2 separate regions of the Mus musculus genome follow, and region 1 is linked to region 2. A link is a contact called in public promoter capture Hi-C data. All regions are on one chromosome and are shown on one strand. The core of a region is the stretch at or near the end of the contact, and the rest is flanking DNA. Distances in the headings are between cores, read along the strand shown.

Evidence for each region. Promoter capture Hi-C pulls out the DNA fragments that hold promoters and counts their contacts.
Region 1: a contact with region 2 is called in a promoter capture Hi-C map of hippocampal neurons, with 4 times the contacts expected there. A contact is called at or near these places in 1 of 39 promoter capture datasets (hippocampal neurons) and 1 of 9 other capture datasets (embryonic trunk).

The regions. Positions count from the first base shown.
Region 1 is chr19:14,887,141-14,892,598 of GRCm38.p6, forward strand. No RefSeq gene overlaps it. Among named protein-coding and RNA genes, the nearest start is that of Tle4, 290 kb to the left of the region's middle.
Region 2 is chr19:14,482,212-14,487,809 of GRCm38.p6, forward strand. All of the region lies in intron 8 of Tle4 (transducin-like enhancer of split 4), which reads right to left. Among named protein-coding and RNA genes, the nearest start is that of Gm8630, 49 kb to the left of the region's middle.

The DNA of each region.
Region 1 (5,458 bases), core at 2,036-4,535, 410 kb after region 2:
ACTGCTGTCTCACTGTGTGCAGGCTCCAGGAAAATTACACAGGTACAACACACTTCTATTTCTACAACTATTTCTACTACAACAGTACAATCAAGGTTATACTACATGTGTTCCATGCATAATGATATTTGTTTAAAAAAAAAGAGTCATAATAATTCACTTAGGATTTTCAGAGTTGAAGGTAATTATAGATATCTAGAAAACAGAATTATGGAAAGGCCTGGAATCTGGAAAAATGTATCCCATCCACTTTGACAGGGCCTAAGATCATGATAGCTCTACCCAGCTGGGAGGAATGATGTGGGAAAGAGAGGGTGTAGAATCTGGGAAAAGAACACAAAGTTCACAAAGATCATTGGTGAGAATGTGGTCGGAAAAGTTAATTTGGCCATAACTATTATAGAATGCCTTTGTTGTTAGACATAAGACTTGGGGTTTGTCTCTGAGCAATGGGAACTGTGCCATTCTTACTGGCACACATATGTAATGTTTATATTTCTACCTTCAGCTGATTCAGTGGAGTTAGGATGCAGGAGCATGTTCTTCCATTTCGGAACTTGAGATGTTGGTAGACATACGTCTCAGGCAGTAGGGATGATGCATATGGATTATAAAAAGGTAATCAGAACTAGAGAGAGAATCCAGTTCGTCACACAGAGGTGACAATTCCAGCTAAAATCTCTAAAGTGGGGGAGGTGGCATGAAGAAGAAAATGAGAAGACCAAACCCGAGACTTTAGACATTGCCTATGCTGTCAGGCAGGAGGAGAGTAACAATACTAATTCACGATTGACATAAGGCCAAATGGGACCATGGAGAGAGCATGTGGCTAAAATCCAGATGGAAAGAGTCTTAGGAGAAGGCCATTGTGCAAAATTATACCATCAAGGATGGATGCTTCTTTTTTTCCTGCACTTAGCATTGTGGAGAAAATCTCGGACATCATTCAGTGCTACCCCCATTTTACAGGTGAAAGAACAGAGGACCACGAGGCCTTCCTTCATCTCACAGAGCTAGCCTGATGAAGAACCAGAAAGAAGGTCCTGGTCTCTTGCCTGATCTTGTCTCTTGACTATTGTTCCTCCTGTTTGTGAAGCTACTGGAATCAATGCAACAATATTGAAAACTACCGAGTCCCCGGGAGAAAAGGCTTAATGATAATGCTGACATAAATTCCAAGATCACCTCCTCTCTCAGTGGCAGCTCAAAGCACTTTACATATATCATTCTTTCTCAAAAGAGCTATTCACTATGACAAGGTAACAAATACTTCTATTATTTCTCCATTACAGAGAAACTGAGTCACTCTGTGGCAACTTGATTCATGCAATAACTTCAGTGTTTTTTGAAGGCAGGTGCAGTTTCCATGCCTTTGACAATGGAGGTTATCTGAGCATCATGTAAATTTCTACCCTTGACAGATTTTAGTTTTTGAATAAATGTATCCCTGCCCTATCTCTGCAATTACTGAGCAACTCATAGAAGCTGTTTTCTTCACTGTGTATGCATAATTGGTGGAGAATCTTCATATTTTTATAGAATGTCAAATACGGAGAACCTAGGGCGTTGTGCGGGGGGGGGGGGGGATAGGGACTCGAGTTAAGCGTTATCATGGAGTTCTTTCCCTTTTATGATCTTCAGGAGTGGGGAAAGGAGTGATTGCAGCATCTTTCCCATAGCCACTTTCTTAGCTGCTCTCCTAGCTGTTTCCATGCAATTCGACGGAATGTTGTCAAAGCAGCAACTAATGGAATGAGTTTTGTCTCCCCCACAGTGATTTGGATTTTGGTTCTGTGTTCACTCATCCATGATAGTGTACGGAACAAAGAGGGAGAAGGCTAAGTAAAGCAAGCAGTGGGGGTGGCGAGGGTGGGATAGAGGAGCTGCTGGCTATTAAATTGGGAAGGTAAATAGACTATGATAGTTGCTGATCCCTAAGGGCCATATCCATTTCTCTTGAGTAAAATTTACATGCATCACTGTGTATAGAGCTCTCAGTGAGTTCAGGTTGGTATGGTAATGTACCACAGGCTGTGTGGCTTGTAACTAGTAGAAATTTCTCACCTCTCTGGAGCCCGCAAGTCTGGGGTGGAGAGCCCGAGAGAGTTCTCTGGGACTCTTTTGTAAGGACGATAATCCCATCCACAAGGGTCCCACCCCATGACCCAATTGTCTTTCACAGACTCCATTTTCTACTACAACCACCTAAGGAGTTAACATTTCAAAATACAAGTTTGGAGGCATAGTGACATTAATACCAACAAGGAGTTTAGAAGAAACTACATCTGCTAACTTCCTATCGCATGTCAGGTATGGGGAATATACCAGGAAGAGTGTAAGAGCATTTTTCTTTCGTAGTTTCCTTCTGAAGGTCTATATAATGTCCTGATTAACTGCTTATCCATGTAGCTACCTTGCAGAAGGCAGAAGGCAGCTTACAAAATGCAAACATGAAGTAAGAAACACATACTGAGCATCAGTTGAGAGGTGGAGGCATGGACACAAAGGCATCCTTGTCTCTCTGTAAGATCTTCTTCCTACCCAACACTGACTGGAAGCCCATAACAAAGGCAGGCCACCCCTTGGTGACTGTATCGATTTCCTTTCTGGCTCACAGGCTATTTCTGCGGTTACACATACCCACAGCATAGCCAAGGCGCTTCTCTATTCCATGCTATTAGGGAGGAGAGAAGGCTGTACCTACCCCAGACTGGTCCCGTCATCCTCTGTCCCATCTTTTGTGTCTGGAGTTCATACTGCCTTTTGTCATTTCTGCCAGTGGAATTTTCAAAAGCAAGAATCCAACTTCCTTTGGCCACTCAGAGAGTGTACAGTATATTTGATGTCTGGGACATCAAACAAATGCTTGTGCTCACAGTGCAGAAATAATCCCAGACAAAAGACAACTGTGGCTATGCAGAGAATACCAAAGAGACAGGGTCAGGAAATTACCAGGCAAGCCAAAGAAGAGGCTGTTCCACAAACTCAGTTCACCAGTGAGAACAGAGGGGAGCTTGCTGCCTACACGCTCAGCTGATAACACCAGGAAAGGCTCGTCAGGCCTGAGTTGGATCCTTCTTCCAGACCCAACTTGGAATAGTCGGGGGAAACCTGCGCGTGGCTAATTAATAGTGAACTCAGCACGTGCACCCCCAAGGAAAAGACTGGTCCGAAAAGACTATGACTAGACCAGCCAAGGCTCTGATGTGAGTCTACGAGGAGAGTCTCCCCTCCCCTTCTTGTGCTGTGGCTTCCCCAGAGGCCAGGGAGCCGACGGGAAGCTGGGGTATTTCAGCACTCTGCTCTCTCTTTCTCACTTGCTCTGATGGTCCACCCCTTTCCATCCCCCTCCTCGAGGCCTAAGAATTAAGGGGTGAATTAATTGGAAAGGTGGGGGGAGGGAAAGTCAGGACCTGGGAACTGCAAATCAAAGGAGCCTGTCTCTCCAGAGGGCTCAGAGGGAACCCTGTTCACAATAGCAGTTCAAGTTCACCTTGTGTGAAGGGAAAGAGGTGTTTTAATGGCACTGTAGGAAGAGGGGAGGAGAGGGAAAGAGGGATAGAAAATCAAAAGAGAGAGAGGGAGAGAGGAGAGAGGCGCAAATCCAAATGTCGATGTGTAGACACAGTGAGGAGAGCCTGCTGGCTGACAGGGTGATTTATTGGATTCTTCCACTTAATCACTGCCGGCCTGTGGCCAAACGGATCTCCAGCAAAGCTGAAAGGCAGCCGAGGGAAACAGGCTCATAAGCATAAAGCCGCATAATGGTGTTCAATGAAGTGTGAGACTTTTAGTTCAGTCTCGCTGAGCCGGCCGCACCGCCGGAATGTCAAAGAGGGATTGTGGGTGGAAAAATTATGGATTTAAACTGCTAGCTGTAAATGAGGTCAATATGTCTGGTTCATAAACAGTCCGAGCCTATTCCAAGAATGCAGTGAGGGGGAAAATTAGCGTGAAGCCAACACTGTAGACAAACCTCATTGAGATATAATTGCAGCTATAAATACAAGCGAAAAGCTTACCGAGTGCAATAAAATACAGACACGCTTTTTTATTTCCGTCTTCTTCCTTCTTTGAATCCATGCATTTGTTAAGGCTGCGCATCTCTAATGCGCCTTTCATCTCCCCCTCCCTCTCCTAGTGACACCCAGTGTTGCAATTAATTGAGTGTTCTTGATTTCTCATTCCATTTTATTCAGGCGAGATTGGAAAAAATCAAAGAGCACATCTAAAGCATTTTCTCCCCCTTTGCCTCTCTATTTGAATCAGGTTGAAATGTGCGTGTGAGGGAGAGGAAAAAAAAAAAAAAAAAGCCGTGCTTATTTTTTTTCATGAAGAAGAAAGATCCAAGGAAAAAGGCTTTTTAAAGTAATACATCTGTGAGGTCATTTGAATCTCAGTTTAATGAAGGGAATCAAAGACATCTATAGAGTCTTATGATGGGGATTCCTGCGGGGGGGGGGGGGCACCTTATCTGGCCTCGTGAGACAGTGACTCAAAATTAATATATATTTTTTCACGTTCTCTTTTTTCTTTTCAAACTCCAGAGAATCTCATTACTTTGTTTTGCACTTGAGCTCAGGGGACAGAGGACAGACATTAGCAAACTTACTTTGCCCGGTTTAAAAGCCGATACAGTAATAAATTGAAGTCTAATAGCTCTGGTCAGGCTGTCTTTCCCCTAAACCAATTGATTTAAATGGCAGTAATTTGGCCAGCGAGGCTAGTCCTGTTTAAATTAAACCCATTAATATAATAGCTCAAGTCCTGAATGAAATCCATCTGCAGGGAAGGCTCCACCGGTCAGTAGTTTCATAACTGTGAGGGGATGTCCTGAAACGCCCACAGTCGAGCAAGCAGGAATTACAGATTACAGGCGAGACCCTGGTGTGTGTGTGTGTGTGTGTGTGTGTGTGTGTGTGTTGCGGGGGGGGGGGGGGAGGGGAGAGATAGAGAGAACACACACATTCAAGTGAGAAACTGCCCTGATGATTCCATGGGAAATGACCTTGGTCATTAACAATGAGAGGTTAATTGTGTTAATAGCAGCAAGCAGAGTTCCTGTGGGGAAAGCCTGAAGCTTCTATCTCCCTCCCATCCCATCTCACAAAGGAGATGCTTTTCCTTTTTAACTGTTCTTATTAAGCATCATAGACCACCCAAAAAAGCATGTTTTCCTTTCAGTGTGGACCACAACCCTTTGCCACTGAAGGTCTGCATGGGTGCAGATTTCATCATTGGATATCAAAATAATGTCTGTACTAAGTACACAGTTGGTTCAGATGTGGGTTCTTTGCAAGTTTATGTTAAGGTGTCCACACCAGAGGGCTTGGTTTGAACATCAGGAATGTAGCCGGAGTTCTCATCTCAGAGTCTGAGTTAGTGTTTAAATCAGAGCAAATTGTCTGCCATCTGTTCAAAAGGGAGCACGCTTCTTAAGCAGACCGGGGAAAGCCTG
Region 2 (5,598 bases), core at 1,915-4,414:
ACACATTGGCTTGAGATCACCTTAGGGACCTCTGCAAGAACACAATTAGCTCAGGGAGATCCTAGACTTTCTCACCCTGCAGCCACTCCTACCATAATGAACAACAGATAAGAAATTGCAAATTCCAAAGCCATAGTTCAGAGCTGTGAGGAAGAAAAACTTCAACCACAACCCTGTCCTGAGATAAAGTGAGGTGCTCTTAACCCATTTCTGAATGTAACGTTCCTTTTACATTGTGTCACTCTACAATGCTAACGAGATGTATTCTGAATGTGATAATTAAAACAATAATCTGAATGAAGTGGGCATTATGAGATAATTGGTCATTCTCAGAATTTAAGCAAACTGTGGTAAAAGCCAAGGACACTTATCATCAAGGTCAATTACAGTAATTGCTTATCTGAATTACATTATTGCTATTGTAAATCCTTATGGGGGAGAAAAAAGAAAGAAAAACACATACTGGACTGGAATGACCTAGGAGGAGTAGTTTTTGTTGCTCAACTACTGGTCATTTAGGAATTCTGAAAAAATTTTTGGGCCTTCATTCACATTCAATGCATGTAAACACAGGATTCCTTGTTGAAATGCACGGTAACACAGAAAAATGAAGTCCACGGTGATCCAGAGAGGAGCTGACTACATCCTTGTTCTTTGGTCCCCCGTATGTTGAAAGGTCATGGTACCATCAAGAGATGAGGCTTAGTGCAAGGTAATTAGGCAGCGGAGAGAAAGCTGCTCTTAAAAGGGATGACTCACACTTTGTGCAGCCCCCGAATCCCTCTGGCTTCCTACTTCACCACATGTATGTTCATGCCATTAACATGTCATACAAGGCTCCACCAAAGGATGACAAATAGATCCACTCCACTTAAGGCTGACCTTTAAAACTGTAAACCAATTAAATCTTTTTAAAATACCCAGCTTCAGGTATTTTATGACAGCAGAAAACAAAGAAATACAACCTATTATTATGTCTCAGCCTCTAAAACTGTAAGCCTAAGAAACTGTTTGTTTGTTTGTTTTCTTAATATCTAGTCTTGATGGGTCATAGTGGTGCATGCCTTTTAATCCCAGCACTCTGCAGGCAAAGGCAAGCATAGCTTTGTGAGTTCGAGGCCAGCCTAGTCTACAGATTGAGTCCCAGGACAGTCAGGGCTACATAGAGAAAGTTTGTCTCAAAACCAAAAACAAAGCCCTAGTCTTCAATATTTATGACAACAGAAAACAAAGTAATAAAACCCATTATTATATCGGTTACGCTCATTTCTCATTAGTACTCAAAAGCAGTCATGGCTGCCTTTTGTCAAAAGCGGAGTCTCTCAAGGAGACTCGATTACAGCGTGTAAGGAGATTATTGTTGTTTTCCACATGCCACTTTAGCTTGTCTAGATTAACATTTAGGCTCAAGTACCAAGTGCCAACCAGAAAATAATCTGGAAAAGCTCTGAAGACTAGAGAGGGGAAATAGAATCTTTGACCTTCCTTCAGTTAATTGGAATATGTTTGGCAATTGAAGAGTGTTAAGACTTTAAAATTGTTATTAAACATCAAGACTTTGATGTTTTATATGGTATTCTTTCCCGCTATACTAATGAAGTTAATTAGTGGGGAAGAATGCTGCATAAAACATCAAAGTCTTGATGTTCAGTGTTGACATCAGTCCACTAAACAGTAATAAAAAATTAATTCTGTAAAATGCATTACCTTAAAAGGGCCACTTCTGCTTATAAGCTCAAACTATACAATAGAGATGTTTTCAAAACAATCCAAAGATACTATCCACACAGCAGTTCAATTAATTTTCTGCAGCAAAACATAGCATTTAATGTAGTGTAATTAAGTGCCCAAAATGTCACATTGAGCAAAAGGACTGAGACATCTCACTATAGTTATGTAGATGGCTTTACATCACCATTGCTGTGGGATAAAAGAACATGCAAAATACAAAGCAAATAGCCATAAGAAGGAAACACTGGAAGGTGGAATCTAAATTATGTATTACTTTAAGTAGCATGTTTAGTTTTAGCAGAAGAGGAAAAAAAAAAATCAGACAAGTTATAAAACAAGAACTCAAAGTAAGAGGTCTTCTCAAGCTCCAAATGTACAGTTTTGACCTTTCCTTTGATAGACAGTGTAAAGAGGTCCCCCCCCCCCGCCCCGCGCCCCAAAACAAGGGACATAGCTCAATAGTAGTACATTTGCCTAGCATATGCAACGGGGGAGGAGGAGGAAGAGGGGTTGGCGGTGCAGACTTTCAGCAGTTTCCTAAATCAGCAGCTGTACTGTAACTAAACTGCTTGGTTATTTTTTATTATTCACTGAGAATTTGAAAAGCATCCATGAACCCTCTCATTTTATATAGAAGGAAACCAAAATTCCTGAAATAAGGCAATTCATGTATGACTACAAATAAATGGCTGATAACAGAAGACAATTCTTTAAGGATTTGGTTACATTATAAAAGTCGAAGGAAACGATGCCTAGCTACTGTGTTAGAAAAAAAAATAAATCAACAAATAGCAGTAGGGTATCAGAAAAAGGGTGCAAACATGAGATAGACGGGGAGGGGGATACTCAGGTGGCTTGCTAATAGATCTAGATTCAAATCTGATTGAGTCCAAAAACCTTTTTATGAAAAAGAAATATTTTAATTAGCATATACTGATTATACATAATGAGTTTTACTGGAACATTCCCGTCTATGTATGTAAATTTTGATCATATTCACGCCCCCCCTTTATTCCCTGTTCTGTGTCGTCTCCTCATCCCTTTCTTCTGCGTAGCTGAACTCCCACCCACAATAATCCATGTCCTAGTCTGCATTTTGTTTTGTAACCCAACTTCGTTATGGTGATTTATAGGAGCATGTGTAGGAGTTTGTTTACAAGACTATCTTAAGCCAAAAACTCTTAATATACATGAAATGAAAGCTTGTACTTTCTATAGGTTATGAAAAAATGCAAAATGTATGGAACTGCTAACAAAGAGAGGTGAGAAAAAAATTAAAAAGCCAAGTTCTAATTTCCTCTTGGAGACTTTTTTTTTAATTTTATTTTTTAAATCATGAGAGGCAGGAAAGGAGAAGCACTGGCATTAACAGGGCCAACCACAGATGACTGCACAGGATGCAGACTGCATAACTCAGAACGCACCATAGGCACTGCCAACTGTTCATGGCAACAGCAAACCAGTACACGAAGGCACAAAGACCACAGGCAAGCACACTGCATCACCTACAGTAGGAATAAAAACTGCAGTCTACAGACAGCAGACTGAGGCGATTTGCTATAGGTTGAATTTTCCACAGGATCCCTTCCTAGGGAACCTAGGAAGGTGAAATGTGAGCTGCATGATGGCTGATACTCCTTGACCTTTTTACCATTACTATACACACACTCAAATCATACAGAGCCTGCACCTGGCTCAGCACTAAGTGACAACTATAAAAGCTTTAAACATGTATCATTTGTGGTTTATTACTGTAAGTTAGCACCATACAGCAAATGCTACATTAATAAAACAAAACTGACAGATAAACTTCTCTTCCAGTGTGACCAGCAAGATCCTACATCCAAGTAAGTCCCATTCATAAAGTTCAGGAATCAGAATTGTATGTCATCTTTTTGATGAATGCAATTTAACCCATTACAGAAGCCAGCATTATATATGTAATAAACTCAAAGCTTTGGTAAGCATGTGTTCTTGACAACAAAAACTATAACTTGAAAAATGTTCTCATTTACATATGTACTTCTCATAAGAGTGGCATATGCCCCATGTCTCAGCAACTACCTTTATGGACTGCTTTGCACACAGGTACTAGCTTCAGAATCATAGTGGAGGGGGCTAGGTCAGAATTTATGTAGAAGTCCTGCCATTTCTTCTCATTCTTTTCTGAAATCCTGCCTCATGTCTTTCTGTTTTGGAGGAACTGATGGAATTCAACTTGTATTAGTTCTTCAAAGAAATAAAATTTATATTCAAAAGTTAGAGGTGAGGCTATCCAAAACATTCTGATTCCTTGATGAAGGAAGACAGCGGCACACAGGATGTAACAGACACATCAAAAAAAAAAAAAAAAAAAAATTAACCAGTGAAAGAAACAAACACAACACAACACAAATAGCTTTAGAATGAGCGATTAGGTTGAGGATGAAGAATACCTAAATGAGCAATTTCTTAAAAAAAAAAAAAAACAAAAACAATATACCTAAATGGTATGATTGGTACTCAAATTCTATTTACAGCCAATTTCTGAACTCAATACTGTTTCAATCGTAAGATTATCTTTGATTTGACAGAATTTTTAGGTAGTAAACAAACAAAACATTTTAAATTTAATTTTAGGTAGCTAAAAACAAAACAAAACAAAACATGTTCTCTTACATCCCAATGTTCTGGCAAAGCAGCAATTGGGTGTAATAACTGACATTCAGACATATGACCTTCTGTTCAATTTAAATGAGTTATCTTCAGATATTCTGTGATGACTGATTTAAGTACTGCATAATAAAATCCATCTTTCATTTTGCTTTGGTTCAGGAAAGGCTTAAAAATCCCTCTCCAACAGTATTCTGGCAAATACTCTTGAATTATGTAATTCACCAGGTTCAACTGTGCTGCTACAATCACTTTCAAAGAAGATAGTTATAATACATTATCATTACAGCTATACAATCCATGCTGAATGCTCCTTGGCTGGATTCCTAGCATTTTAATGCTGAAATTGATCTGTTTTAAAAACATCATGTGAAGGGTTTTTAAATACCATACAGGCCCAAGCTCTTTATTTTAATGCCTTAGAAATGAGCTTGTATAAACAGGGAGAACAAACTTTGTTCTCTAATCTAGCATTAAGCATATTTTAAAGAACAACAGGCATGTTTCCAAACAAACTACTGTGTTATACAAATTACTCAGCATGAATGAAAGGAACAATGCTTCTTGTGTGAGTTTAACAACCAGAGAAAGCTGACGTTTCAGGAAAGTTGTCTTGGAAACAATATTCTTTGTGTTATTTCAAACATGAGAGGTGTATGGTTGGGCTCAAGCTACATCTATGAAGCAGTCAAGTGCTGGCACTGTCAATGTTCCAATACGACAGGAAACAGGGACATGAGCACTGCTACTGTGTGAGGCATCCAGACATAAGAGCACCATGACGCGCGCACACTGGACTCCAAGCTGGTTCCCACTCAGTCAGAAATTCCTGCCTCCAGGATCACTGTGGGCTGTGGGCTACGGGCTGCCATGGCATCCATGACTCGACATTTACCTAGAGTCCATAGCTGGCAGTGCCTTGGCACACCACGTACTTTCGTCAGTAATCCAATAACAAACCTAAGGCCAACAGAGTTTCTTCCCCACTACTAACAAAATAAGGGGGTAACAAAAAGATACATAGGGACACTTACCATTTGAGATGAAGACAGTCTAGACTGCTCAGTGTTATATGAGCAAAGTCAATGTAGCTTAGCATAACCTGGATAAAATCTCTCATTCACACTCTCAGCACTGGAAGACTGCTGAGATTTTCCAGTCTAAGTTTTAGAAAGAAACTTTACATAATTTAAACTGACACAGCCATTTAACTTG